Linked DNA regions of Zea mays: region 2 is linked to region 1. Evidence: chromatin contacts called from public Hi-C data. All regions are on one chromosome and are shown on one strand. The core of a region is the stretch at or near the end of the contact, and the rest is flanking DNA. Distances in the headings are between cores, read along the strand shown. Region 1 holds the start of LOC103651416 (DUF538 family protein). Region 2 holds the start of LOC103651417.

Region 1 (7,043 bases), core at 3,033-5,532:
CTTAGATCTATCTAAGCCCTTGAACAAACATGAATAATCTACTTCATCCTCATCACTAGATTCGTCCTCACTTGAAGAAGCATAGGTAGAGTTGCGAGTACATACCTTCTTCTCCCTTGCCATAAGGCATGTGTGACGCTCGTTGGGGAAGAGGGTTGATTTGTTGAAGGCGGTGGCGGCGAGTCCTTCATTGTCGGAGTCGGAAGAGGAGCAATCCGAGTCCCACTCCTTGCCTAGATGCGCCTCGCCCTTTGCCTTCTTGTAATGCTTCTCCTTTTCCCTCTTGTTTCCTTTTTCCTGGTCACTATCATTATCGGGGCAGTTAGCGATAAAATGACCAATCTTACCGCACTTGAAGCATGAGCGCTTCCCCTTCGTCTTGGTCTTGCTTGGCTGCCCTTTGTGACCTTTTAGCACCGTCTTGAAGCGCTTAATGATGAGGGCCATCTCCTCATTATTTAGCCCGGCCGCCTCAACTTGCGCCACCTTGCTTGGTAGCGCTTCTTTGCTCCTTGTTGCCTTGAGAGCAATGGGTTGAGGCTCATGGATGGGACCGTTCAACGCATCGTCCACGTATCTTGCCTCCTTGATCATCATTCGCCCACTTACGAACTTCCCAAGAATTTCTTCGGGCGACATTTTGGTGTACCTGGGATTCTCACGAATATTATTCACCAAATGAGGATCAAGAACGGTAAAGGACCTTAGCATTAGGCGGACGACGTCGTGGTCCGTCCATCGCGTGCTTCCGTAGCTCCTTATTTTGTTGATAAGGGTCTTGAGCCGGTTGTATGTTTGAGTTGGCTCCTCGCCCCTTATCATCGCGAACCGTCCAAGCTCGCCCTCCACCAACTCCATTTTGGTGAGCAAGGTAGCGTCATTTCCCTCATGAGAGATCTTGAGGGTATCCCAGATTTGCTTGGCGTTATCCAAGCCACTCACCTTGTTATATTCATCCCTGCACAATGAAGCTAGAAGAACAGTAGTAGCTTGTGCATTCTTATGGATTTGCTCATTAATGAATATAGGACTATCCGAACTATTAAAGTGCATTCCACTATCTACAATCTCCCATATACTAGGATGGAGAGAGAATAGGTGACTACGCATTTTGTGGCTCCAAAATCCGTAGTCCTCCCCATCAAAGTGTGGGGGCTTGCCGAGTGGAATGGAAAGCAAATGTGAATTTGAACTTTGCGGAATTCGAGAGTAGTCAAAAGAAAAGTTAGAATTAACCGGTTTCCTTTATTCGTAGTCGTTGTGGTCGTCGTCCTTTTGGGAAGAAGTAGACTCATCACTGTCGTCGTAGTAGACGATCTCCTTGATGCGCCTTGTCTTCTTCTTCTTTCCTTCCTTCCGTCTATGACCCGAGCCAGAGTCGTTAGGCTTGTCATCTTTGGGCTCGTTGACGAAGGACTCCTTCTCCTTATCGTTGATCACGATTCCCTTCCCCTTAGGATCCATCTCTTCGGGCGGTTAGTCCCTTTCTTGAAGAGAACGGCTCCGATACCAATTGAGAGCACCTAGAGGGGGGGGGGGTGAATAGGTGATCCTGTAAAACTTCAAAAACTTAAGCCACAAAAACTTGTTAAGTGTTAGCACAAGTATGGCCAAGTGGCTAGAGAGGAGTCAAAACACAATAACCACAAGAAATCAATCACAGAGATGACGCGGTGGTTATCCCGTGGTTCGGCCAAGTACAAAAACTTGCCTACTCCACGTTGTGGCGTCCCAACGGACGAGAGTTGCACTCAACTCCTCTCAAGTGATCCAATGATCAACTTGAATACCACGGTGTTCTTGCTTTTCTTTTCTCAATCCCGTTTGCGAGGAATCTCCACAACTTGGAGCCTCTCGCCCTTACAAAAGATGTTCACAGAGAATCACGGAGCAAGGGAGGGATTAGCAACTCACACACAACACAAAGATCACAGCGAATACGCACACACAAGACCCAGACTTGAGCTCAAAAGACTAGCACACTAGAACGGAGCTCAAATCACTAGAATATCGAACAAGTGTGCAAGATTGATGTGTGAGTGATCAAGAGTGCTCAAGGAATGCTTGGTTTTCTCCTCCATGCGCCTAGGGGTCCCTTTTATAGCCCCAAGGCAGCTAGGAGCCGTTGAGAACAAATCTAGAAGGCCATCCTTGCCTTCTGTCGTCGGGCGCACCGGACAGTCCGGTGCACACCGGACACTGTCCGGTGCCCGATTTCTTTCCTTAAACAGTCCAGTCGACCGTTGCCGACCGTTGCAGATCTGGCGCACCGGACAGTCCGGTGCCCCCTCCCGACCGTTGGCCAGGCCACGTGTCGCGCGCAGATTCCGCGGCCGACCGTTGGCTCACCGGACAGTCCGGTGCACACCGGACAGTCCGGTGAATTTTAGCCGAAGTCGCTGGAGAAAAACCCGAGAGCGGCTGGTTTGCTCCGCGCTGGTCTGGCGCACCGGACACTGTCCGGTGCACACCGGACAGTCCGGTGCCCCAGCCCGAAACAGCCTTTGGCTGTACACAGCCACTCTCCACTTCTTTTCTTTTCTTCTTCTTCCTGTTTCTAACACTTAGACAAGATATTAGTACACAAAACCAATGTACTAAGGCTTAGAAACATACCTTTACTTGTGATTTGCACTTTGTTCAACCATGGGCACATTTTCACATTTAAGCACTTGTGTTTGCACTCAATCACCAAAATACTTAGAAATGGCCCAAAGGCACATTTCCCTTTCAAGAGCGTTGTGCAGGTAGAGCGCAACGTCTCCCAATCCTATCGGAGAAAGACGATCAACGACTCTGAGTAGATGGAAAGGAGGGAGATGGCGGCGGAGGGCAGCGCAGAGCCAGAGCGTGATGATGGGATCATACCATTCAGTAGGAGCGGGAACGATGATTCTCACGCGGGAACGGTAAAAAGAAGGGATTGAGAGGACATGCGCCTGCGGAAATTTCTGCATCGAAGGAATTTTTTTCGCGTGCGGAAAGATGTGATCAGTTAATAGAGTTATGTTGGACGGCTGTTTTTTAAATTTTTACCTAAATTAAGGATTGAGATATGTTGAAGATGCTCTAGGGTAGTCCTGGAATAAAGTACATCATCCATAGAAAGACGCTGATTTAATGATTAATACGTTGAACTAATTAGATTAGTAAACATTCGTGCAAGTAAAGCGGTGGATGGGAAAAAAATTTGCTGCAGACCGGCTGTAAATCAGGCTGTTTGTAGCCTCTCATAAAAATGAGTATAGACCCCACCCGTAGACCAATAATATAACTAAAACTTTATCTGATGGACCTGTAGGTGGGGTCTATACTTATTTTTGTGATGGACTGCCGATCCAAGCTCCGCCGCTCATAGGGCCTAATAGCGTTGGAACAAAAGTTGGCATGGGCCTATGATGAAACGCGGAACAAAAGTTTCCCAGGCCGGGAGCCACATCGCCGGTGTCCGGCCCACGTGCATGAACGCGCGAACCCTACAAGATGCGGGAGCTTGCCGGAACGCGCGGCTGAACGCGAAACATGTACCGGGAGGATACAGTACGTGTTGGCACTCTCGACTATTGCGCAGCTGTAAGGCTGGAGTAGTAGTTCATCCTTATAATTATAACCAGATGGCGAAACCGTACAAATCCATATCGCGTCGTGGACTCGCGGTGCTATTTTATGGTTTAGCATCACGTAGGTGCCCTTTTATGCATGATGCGGCAAATCATCAAGCAACGAGGTGGGGTAACATAAACAAGCAAAGCAAAGCGAGCTTCCCACACAGCGTGCGCGCGCGCGCGGCTACTGTCCCGCGGCGAACGCCTCGACCGGGAAGGTCTTGGTGACGCCGGCGAGGCTCTTGAAGTGGATCTTGCCCGTGGGCGGGTCGTCGACGGTGATCTCGTTGACGGGCGGCCACAGCATGAGCTCCTTGGCCTTGACGCCCTTGAGCTTCTTGATGCGCCTGGCGCTGACGTACCCTGTGACCTCCACGTCGTAGCTCACCTGCTTGCCCACCAGCTTGAACTGGTGCTCCACCTTCTTCCGCTGCGCGATCCACATGTACCCGGTGGCGCGCACGAACCCGACCTCGATCACGTCCGCCAGGGGCAGCAGGCCCAGCGGCAGCCCGAACTCCTCCAGCAGCGACACCGCCATCTTCAGGCCCTCCTCGTGCCCCTTCTTCACCACGCCGCCCGCCCTCTCGGCCATATGCCCGCTTTGCTTAGCTAGCTGATCGACCTGCTCGTTCAATTACCTGTGCTGATCGATCGACGCTGTGCTTTGCGTCTGGCTGTCGGGAGTTTCTCTTATTTATATAAGGGGAGGGGGGGTGGACCAAGAAACGCCAAGCGAACGAGTGCTGACAGGCCTCGAATTAATCGTTGGGGGTTTTAGAAGTTTGCGATGCGGATGTTCGAGTTCGACGGCGGAATGACCGAGCGATGCTACTTGTTGGTAGTGTTGTCTGCTTGTCAGCTTGGCGCAGGGTTTGCAGCATTGCCTAGTCCGATTGCCCGGCAAATGCCGCCGGTGCGATGCTCTATGCTTGTCCCTCTCTCAACAAGACGGTTCAGGCTTCTCCTGTCAATCAGAAGAACTGCAAACGTTGAGAGAATGTCACAGCTACTCGTGGAGATTGTTCCTTTTTTAGTCCACGTGGACCTTTCTTCTATCAGGGAATCAAGTTAGGCATGAACTAGCAAATCGAAGTCGAAATGGTGAACAAAATTAGCTTCAGGTGTACAATTGGACACCAGGGAATGATCAACAGAAATTTATTTTTATTCTTGCAAATCACAACAGTACCACACCGCCAAGAGTTTACTTTTCTGGTCCTCAAGCACGAGCAATACAGGCACAATCTAAGAGTTCAAAAGCCCAGGCATATTAAGTTCTTACAAACTAGCCATTGCAGTCACACTGCGGATCCATACAAGCTTATGAAGACTGTCGAAGCTCTGGACGCACGAAATCAGCATCAGCGGTCACTGAGATGTCAACAGTGGGCCTCAGCTGAGCGCAGACTTCGATGGCACCGTGGACAGGGTCAGACATGAAGTTGCTGATGAGGTCTTGGTTGATCGGTGCTTTCTTGTCAACAGTCACAAACGCCTGTTGGGTCAAGATGTAATCGAAGCGTGGTGCCCACTTCCTAGATCCCAAACGAGCAGTTGTGGAGCAGTTATCGACCATGAAGGCCACACCGCGAGCATGCATGAACGGGTTCAACGAGTCCACGGACTCGATCAGGCTCTCATTAATTATCTCTGAGTAAGAGTGGCCCTTCTTCCTAAGGACCTCAATCTACAATGATTCAAACAAAAGACTGTTAAACATTTCACTAACCGGCGTGTAATGAGACGCTATTACCCTTCTGGATATGGGATCGAACCTGAGCCATCATTAGTGCAACATACACTCCAGCAGTGAAGGGATGCAGTGGGCCAAGATCACCTTGTGGCCTGGTTGAACGGACCCTTTCACCCACCTTCCACATACGTGTTTGATCAATTTTTCCCATAGGGAAAGCAGGGAGCCCTTCCTTCTCCTGTTAAGAGAAAGGAAAATGCATGTAATCATTTCGTTTTGTTTCATTGGAGATCCACAAATAGAATATGATTTAGCATTTTAGTAGACGGGAAAGCATACATAAAATCTCCTCCCAGCCAACACCACACTTCTAATCTCACTTCCAGAAGAGACGTCTTCATAGCACTCATACAATATGTCCATGCATGGGTAATATGCTGCACTATAGGCCTCAATAAACTGCTTCTTTCCTTCTTCAGTCAAGGAGTTATACACTTCAAGCATACCCTGGTACCATGGAAATACATGCGATGAGTAAAGCCAAAATGAAACAATCAAAAGATACAAAAAGCTTTGTGTACCTTCTTTGAAATAGTTTTCGATATAATTCCAGTGATGCTCTCTACAGTATTCTTATATGCTGAGTCCTCGTCCATTCCTTGTTCTGTGTATCTCCTGAAAAGAGCCTCCACCATGCCATGGACAGCACCAAGCAAAATACCTGCATAATAAATAACCAAATACAGATTCAAACTTCAAAGTGCAAAACTTTATTTCATTAGACAGAAAAAGTCACCACTCACCTCGCTCGCCAAAAATGTCACTCCGGTACTCCTGCTCTAGAGTAGTAGCAAATGTGAAAGGAGAACCTAAAGCTACTGACCACCCTAGAGCTACATCTGTTGCCCTTCCATCAACATCCTATAAAATGCAAAGAACAACACAAGAATGTCAATAGAGATTCAAAAATATACACTTGAAGGAAGAACCACACAAAACAAGCATGTGTAACATATGTAATATACCTGGTGAAGGTAAACAAGTAATAAACTATTCAGACAATACTCATATGTAACACACCTGGTGAACAGCAAAGCTAGCATTGATACCAGCACCATTGATCTCTTTGCCCTGAACATAAAGTCTTCTGACTGATGGGCCCATTCCCTTGGGGCATACAGCAATCACACTGATGCTTTTAGGGAAATCAAAACCCAGAGATTGCAAATGTCCAAGGAGAAATCCATGTGACAAACCAAGAATACTGTTTGGTTTCATGTGCGAGAAAATTTTCTCGTAGTTATCAGCCTGTACAGAGTATTGAAGTACCGTAAATGTCATCAAAATTTAAACAGACAAGAGTGTGACCAACTAGAATCAGTCTCACTTCAAAGCAACACAATCAAATCAATAATAGTTGAAAACACAAAGTGGACACCAGGGAATGATCAACAGAAAGGTGCAAAGCTTATGATCAATGAAAAAGCAAACCTGAGCAGAATCAGATATCAGTAGCAAAACAAGATCACTGTTTGATACAGTCTCCCATATATCACCCAGCGTCCCACTCTCTTCGGTGAATCCTGCTGCTCGGGCTTCTTCAAAAGATTTAGAACCTTTCCGGAGACCAATCTGAAACCAAAACAACAGAATCAGAGATGCAAATGTTGCTTATTGCTTAAGTAATATCGAGTCAACAAGAAACCAAGGAAAATATGATGGCCCATTGAAGTAATGATTTA
Region 2 (7,043 bases), core at 2,637-5,136, 150 kb after region 1:
GTGCGCTCGCGCGCACCCACCGGAACGAAATGCAACCGAGAAAGGCTGGTCCCCTTGCAAAAAAGTGCGACAAAAGCCTCCAAGCGAGTGCTAACACTCCCTTCGAGGCTCGGGGGCTACTGTCGGGGACCATAATTAGGGGTACCCTCAAGACGCCTAATTCTCAGCTGGTAACCCCCATCAGCATAAAGCTGCAAAGGCCTGATGTGTACGATTAAGTCAGGGATCAGTCCACACGAGTGACTCGATCACGCTTCACCCGAGCCTAGCCTCGGCCAAAGGCAGCCGACCTCGAGAGACTTCCGTCTCGCCCGAGGCCCCCTTTTTATGGCGGACACATCACCGGCTTGCCCGAGGCCTTGGCTTCGCTCAGAAGCAACCTTGACTAAATCGCCGCACCGACTGACCAAATTGCAGGGGCATTTAACGCAAAGGTGGCCTGACACCTCTATCCTGACACGCGCCCCCGGCAGAGCCGAAGTGACCACCGTCACTCCACTGCTCCACTGGCCAGTCTGACAGAAGGACAGCGCCACCTGCGCCACTTCGACTGCAGTGTCGCTCGACAGAGTGAGTCTGACAGGCAGTCAGGCCTTGCCAAAGGCGCCACGGCGAACTCCGCTCCGCCCGACCCCAGGGCTCGGACTCGGGCTAAGACCCGGAAGACGGCGAACTCCGCTCCGCCCGACCCCAGGGCTCGGACTCGGGCTAAGACCCGGAAGACGGCGAACTCCGCTCCGCCCGACCCCAGGGCTCGGACTCGGGCTAAGACCCGGAAGACGGTGAACTCCGCTCCGCCCGACCCCAGGGCTCGGACTCGGGCTAGCACCCGGAAGACGACGAAACTCCGCTTCGCCCGATCCCAGGGCTCGGACTCCGCCCTGGCCTCGGCCGAACGACTTCCGCCTCGCCCGACCCCTTGGCTCGGGCTCGGCCACGGCAACAAAAGGCAAACTCAACCTTGGCTTCGGAGGAACCCCCACGTCGCCCTGCCTAGGGCATAGACCGCCACGCCAACAAGAGGCGCCATCATCATCCTACCCCGAATCGACTCGGGTCACGGAGAACAAGACCGGCGTCCCATCCGGCCAGCTCCGCCGGAGGGGCAATGATGGCGCTCCGCAAGCTCTGTGACGACGGCGGCCCCCGGCTCTCTTACGGAAGCAGGACAACGTCAGCAGGGACTCGACCGCTCCAACAGCTGTCCCTCCATCAGGCTCCGCCGCACCTCCGACAGCCACGACATCACGCCAGCAGGGTGCCCAGATCTCTCCGGCTGCCACATTGGCATGTACCTAGGGCGCTAGCTCTCCCTCCGCTAGACACGTAGCACTCTGCTACATCCCCATTGTACACCTGGATCCTCTCCTTACGACTATAAAAGGAAGGACCAGGGCCTTCTCAGAGGAGGTTGGCCGCGCGGGACCGAGGACGGGACAGGCGCTCTCTTGGGGCCGCTCGCTTCCCTCACCCGCGTGGACGCTTGTAACCCCCCTACTGCAAGCGCACCTGACCTGGGCGCGGGACGAACACGAAGGCCGCGGGACTTACACCTCTCTCACGCTCGACTCCGGCCACCTCGCCTCTCCCCCCTTCGCGCTCGCCCACGCGCTCGACCCATCTGGGCTGGGGCACGCAGCACACTCACTCGTCGGCTTAGGGACCCCCCTGTCTCGAAACGCCGACACTCCCCTCCCGCGTGGACGCTTGTAACCCCCTACTGCAAGCGCACCCGACCTGGGCGCGGGACAAACACGAAGGCCGCGGGATTTCCACCTCTCACTCTCTCCGTCTGCCTTTTCCCCCCTTCGCGCTCCGTCTCGCGCTGACCCATCTGGGCTGGGGCATGCGGCGACATTTCACTCGTCGGCCCAGGGACCCCCCGGTCTCGAAACGCCGACAAGGTCAGAGACAGTCTGCGATGCCAGTTCGCACAAACTGTCTGGTGTGCCACCGGACTGTCCGGTGCACCAAAAAGATAGACGACTTCAACGGTCAACAGCTCCAAACTCCAACGGTCGGCTGACGTGACACTCACCGAACAGTGAACAGTGGAGTGTCCGGTGCATCACCGGACTGTCCGGTGTGCCCATCGACAGAGAATTGAGACAACGACTAGAATAGTGATTGAGGTTATAAATACCTCCAACCACCACCATTCAAGCAATCCAAGCTTCCCACTCTCTACATTCAATACAAGAGCAAATAATACACTCCAAAGACAAATTCAAAGCCTCCAATCCTCTCCAAATGCCAAAATCAAGTCAAGTGATCTAAAATGTTTAGTGACTTGAGAGAGGGTGATTTGTGTTTCAATTGTTGCTTTCTTCATCTATCTCTAAACTCTCTAGTGTTTTGTAAAGCTTGTAAGAGACACATAATTGTGTGGTGATCCTTGCGGGGTCTTAGTGACCCGTGAGATTGAGAAGAAGCACTCAACCGGTCTAAGTGACCGATTGAGACAGGGAAAGAGTTGAAATAGACCCGGCCTTTGTGGTCTCCTCAACGGGAGTAGGTTCTTTGGAACCGAACCTCGTGAAACAAATCGCCGTGTCCATTTGTGTTGATCTTCACCGTTCGATTTGTTTCTTCCATCTCCCCTCTCACTAAAAGTTCTCTTGCTCACGTTGTTTTTGAGTTGGCTCCCAAAGTTATCCGCATTGATTGAGCAAATCACATCAAGAATAACTATCTTCCGTACTCCGAATTCACTATTATTTATTTCTAACCCTAACCCCGGGTGAAGTGCGTGCTCAAAGTTTATAATTTTCAGTTTTCGTCTATTCATCTCCCATCTAGTCGATTTTCAACGACAATGAGAAGGAGAAAGCACTCGTAGTGGTTGCATGAAATCCGGAACGCTCATAGTGGTTGCATGGGGATCCGGAACACGCTGGTTGATGGGGCAAGGTCGATGTTCTATATGATGGTACGAAATAATCTGGGTGAGGACAGAGACCAGAAAAGAGATGGGAGCATAGGAGTTGGAAAAATCGGTCCAGTGTCCCTAGACAAACATGTGGTTCCACCCCTAATGAGTATAAGTGTATAACTCCGCTTGCTATGCTCATAGAGCAGGATAAGTGATCCATAGATCCACAAAGCTGGTGCGGGCGCAACATCGAAGGGTTTGATTCAGCTAACTAAAGTTTAATGTTTGAATATTAATTATGAGTATTATATAAAGATTTAATAAAGGGCATGCACTCCAACTTGGAAGTGTATACAGCGTCACATCCGATGTACTAACGAGTGAAGCATAGAAATATGGAAACCAAATGTATATTCGCAATGCCGCAATCACGGAGTGAGGCCGGAGGAGATATGCAGATGCATGTACATGTACCTGAAGCACTCATGTACATACTACATTGGTCAATGAACCACCAGGAGTCCAGCGTATGCTCGTCGTATGCAAGAGGTCAGACTAGGCGGATACAAAATGACAGCAGTCCGTGGGAGTTCTTTCAAGGGCGGTGCCGATGTACGAGCCTGGTAGTGGCGGTAACAGGGTGACGCCGCGGGCCGTGGCGTGGACTACTACCTCTGTATTGCCGGCGACCGCTGCCTCTGACCTTGCCGCTGCCGATACAGAGTCGTCACATCGCCGCATCTGTCAGCCTCTGCCACCTCAGCCTCAGCAGGGAAAACCTTCCCGGCGGATTCCCATGGCGCAGCCGCTCAGGCCCCAGCGGCCAGCGACCGGCCGAGAATCTAACCGGAGATAATCCGGCCGGCCAGGGCCAGGGCCAGCCCAGGGAAAAAGCTGAGAGAGAGAGCCAGAGAGGCCAGGATAAAAGGCGCAAAACCCGTCGCTCTCTGCTTACTATTATAAAAAGTCGGGCGCGCCGGCCTCATCTGACCCGTCCGTGTCCGTGTCCGTCCCCGCAAGGCCCAGCTCCTCGCTGCTCACTCCACAGCGCCGCGCAATGGCGGCCAAGCAGCGGCACCGGCAGCTGCCACTCCTGCCCCTCCTCGCCGCGGCCGTCGCGTGGTCGCTACTGCGCGCCGCCGCCGCCGCGGGCACGGGCACTGGCACGCTCGGCCTCCGGCACAAGCCCGCGAGGCAGCACAACAGCACGCGGCACGGGGGAGGGCGGCGCGCCCAGCGTGGTGGCGCTCCCGGCACTGGCATGGCGTCGTGCAACCTGTTCCAGGGCAGCTGGGTGTACGACGACACGCTGCCGATGTACGACGCGGCGGGGTGCCCCTTCGTGGAGCCGGAGTTCGACTGCCAGAAGTATGGCCGGCCCGACAAGCTGTACCTCAAGTACCGGTGGCGCCCGGCGTCCTGCGAGCTCCCGAGGTACGTACGCGTGCTCGCCTCCATCGATCGAATCGAATCGAATCTCGGCGCGCCAGCAGGAGCCAAGCGCCCAGGCCGCGCCGCGCGGCTGTGCAGTGCAGGCTGTGCTCCTGGAGCTAATAACGGCGCGCCCGCCGTCGTTGCTGCCAACACGCCAGGTTCAACGGGCAGGACTTGCTGAGGCGGTGGAAGGGGAAGAAGATACTGTTCGTGGGGGACTCCATCAGCCTGAACCAGTGGGAGTCGCTTGCGTGCATGCTGCGCGCGGCCGCGCCGGCGTCCTCCAGGGTCGCCTACGCCAGGGGCAACCCCGTCTCCAGCGTCACGTTCCAGGTGCGTACGCGCCGCTACCCTGCCGCGCCCGTGCCCCTGCATGTGCTATGCTAGTACCAGTGTACCACTCCTTTCGGTTTTAGTGAGAGTAGCACGGCGCAACGTTCTGGCGAAAAATAGGGTCGTCAAACTAGGCCTTAAGCATCTAATTAACCAAAGATTGGAAATAGACAGTATAATCTTTCGAAAAGGTTTGTGCCTGTGCCCGTGCTGGGCTTTTGGGAGTTCCGGCCGCAGGCCTTGGGGCACTAGGGGTGGAACGGCGCGTTTGTCTGCCGCAGATGGAGGCGGGGCAGTGTAGTGTAGTGTAGCGCACCAGCGCCAAATCGCACCGCCCATTTGCTCATGTGGTGGTGGCAGAGGAGGAATTCGCTCGTGGGTGGTCCGTGACGGGGGAAGGGACACAAAAAGGCGTTCCATGGTTCGCTTTTGGCGTTTTGCTACGGATACAGGTCTCCTTGCTCATCGGTCTTACTACCCGTGAACCGTGATACGCTGACAGGGGGTCAAAACTGTTGGACCCTCTCGTCCTGTGTCCACCAGATGCGACGCGATGCGATCCCTCTTTTATAAATTTCTTCTGTTATTGTAATCAGACTGCCAGCGTCTATGAAAGCATGCCATTAGGCAGTTGATGGTAGCGTCTAGGAACCTACTGGTCTTCCAAAATCGGAAGCACTTCTGCCAAGTGATGAAATACGGACTGTGAGCGTGATTTTGTGGATGGACCTACGTGAACTCGTGCTTGTAAAGATGGGATGTGCAACGGTGACTTTCGTAGAAGCAGGCAGGTAGGCATTATAGGCCGTGGTGGTACCGGACGGTATTCACGCGTGCCATGTACTGTGCCGCCTGTTTAGGCTGCTCCCTTTATCTCTCTCTCTCACACATATTTTGGTTTCCCAAAAAGTTAAATACTATTAGCTTTAACTAAATATGTACAGGAGAATATTGTTCTTTAGAATACATAACCAGTGTCATTAGAAAAACCGTTGAATATATTCTTATATTAAACTTATATATAATATCTAATATTGTCTGTGAAGTGTGAACCTGGTAAAGTTTGACCACCACGAATTAAACAATGGAACACTTTTCATGGAACGGAGGGGGGGGGGGGGGGGGGGGGGGGGGGGGTTACGATACAAAGCTGAGCAGACACGAGCTTTGTTTTCAAAAGAGGCGCAAAGTGGCAAGTGGCATAAAAAGCCAAAACGAAGTGAAATTAGACGGTAAAATAGGTCACAGATCCTTCCCCCCATACTGATACTGAGTGCTCATGTTGGTCTATCTGAACCGTTAGATCTAGCGGGTGTTGCACTGGAATAGAAACGCCACGCAAGACAACCTGGCCAACCGCACTCGTCTGTGTCTGGTGGGGCCTGCTCCTTGCACCAGGCCGTCGTCAATTTAGCATTTCAGATGACCCGGACAGCTGAACCACTGCTTCATGTGGAGTACTAGTAGGGTGCAGTGCAGTGCAGTCGTTGTCCCAGCAATAATCCCACCTCACTCAAATGCACATTGCTATCATGCATGGCTGTTGCCAACGACAGCTCACATGCGTTGCGATGCGATGCGATGCAACTGGATGCGGGGCGACTGACTGTTGGTAACCAAGGTCATCGATCGACATGAGTTCAGCTATCACTGCCGTGAATCCTAGGACGCAACGCAGACAAGCAGAGATATTTGTCGCCGACGACTAACCAGGTTATGGCCGCGTCCACTGCATACACGTACAGGAGGCGCCGACGCCTTTGGACCTTTGTGCGTGGTGTGCCTATTGGTACGGTACGGCGCGGCCATGTACCACGTGCATAGCAGGCGTAACACGCAATGCATTGTCGAGGAGATCGATCGACATTTAATACCGCTGCTCTGGTTTTTGGTGGTACTCGGATACGGATGAGGCGCGGCGCACGGGCACGGCGGCCAGAGTTTGTTGCCGGTCGCGCGCCGCGGGGCCGCACCGCACGCCAGCTAATTAACGTGCGCCTGTCGATCTGGTGGCAGGACTACGGGGTGTCGGTGGCCTACTACCGGAGCACCTACCTGGTGGACATCGTCGAGGAGTCCGTCGGCCGGGTGCTCAAGCTCGACTCCATCACCGGCGACGCGTGGCTCGGCGCCGACGTCCTCGTCTTCAACACGTGGCACTGGTGGACGCACACCGGCAGGGACCAACCGTGCGTCCACGACACCCAACCACCACTTCTTTTTTGCATTTGGTTTTTTTTTTGTTTCATACCGATGCCGATGCCGTGCACCCAGGTGGGACTACGTCCAAGACGGAGGGCAGGTGATGAAGGACATGGACCGGCTCACGGCCTTCTCCAAGGGGATGTCCACATGGGCCAGGTGGGTCGACTCCAGCGTCGACACCTCCAGGACCAAGGTCTAC

The links. A called contact is a pair of places that touch in the nucleus more often than the background predicts.
Region 2: a Hi-C map of tassel shows a contact between it and region 1, with 2.2 times the contacts expected there. The contact joins the promoter of LOC103651417 here to the promoter of LOC103651416 in region 1. A contact is called at or near these places in 7 of 25 Hi-C or Micro-C datasets (ear, leaf, root tip and 1 more).

What each region holds. Positions count from the first base shown.
Region 1 is chr3:219,206,574-219,213,616 of Zm-B73-REFERENCE-NAM-5.0, forward strand. LOC103651416 (DUF538 family protein) reads right to left here and starts at 4,283. Exons shown (of 1, transcript XM_008677049.3): 1 at 3,562-4,283. The coding sequence starts at 4,200. The coding sequence ends at 3,790. LOC100193695 (ketol-acid reductoisomerase) reads right to left here. Exons shown (of 10, transcript NM_001138787.1): 4 at 6,793-6,933; 5 at 6,382-6,609; 6 at 6,105-6,222; 7 at 5,883-6,022; 8 at 5,641-5,808; 9 at 5,384-5,539; 10 at 4,754-5,295. The coding sequence ends at 4,930.
Region 2 is chr3:219,359,970-219,367,012 of Zm-B73-REFERENCE-NAM-5.0, forward strand. It overlaps LOC103651417, which reads left to right and starts at 3,887. Exons shown (of 5, transcript NM_001150673.2): 1 at 3,887-4,306; 2 at 4,465-4,639; 3 at 6,656-6,828; 4 at 6,914-7,043. The coding sequence starts at 3,930.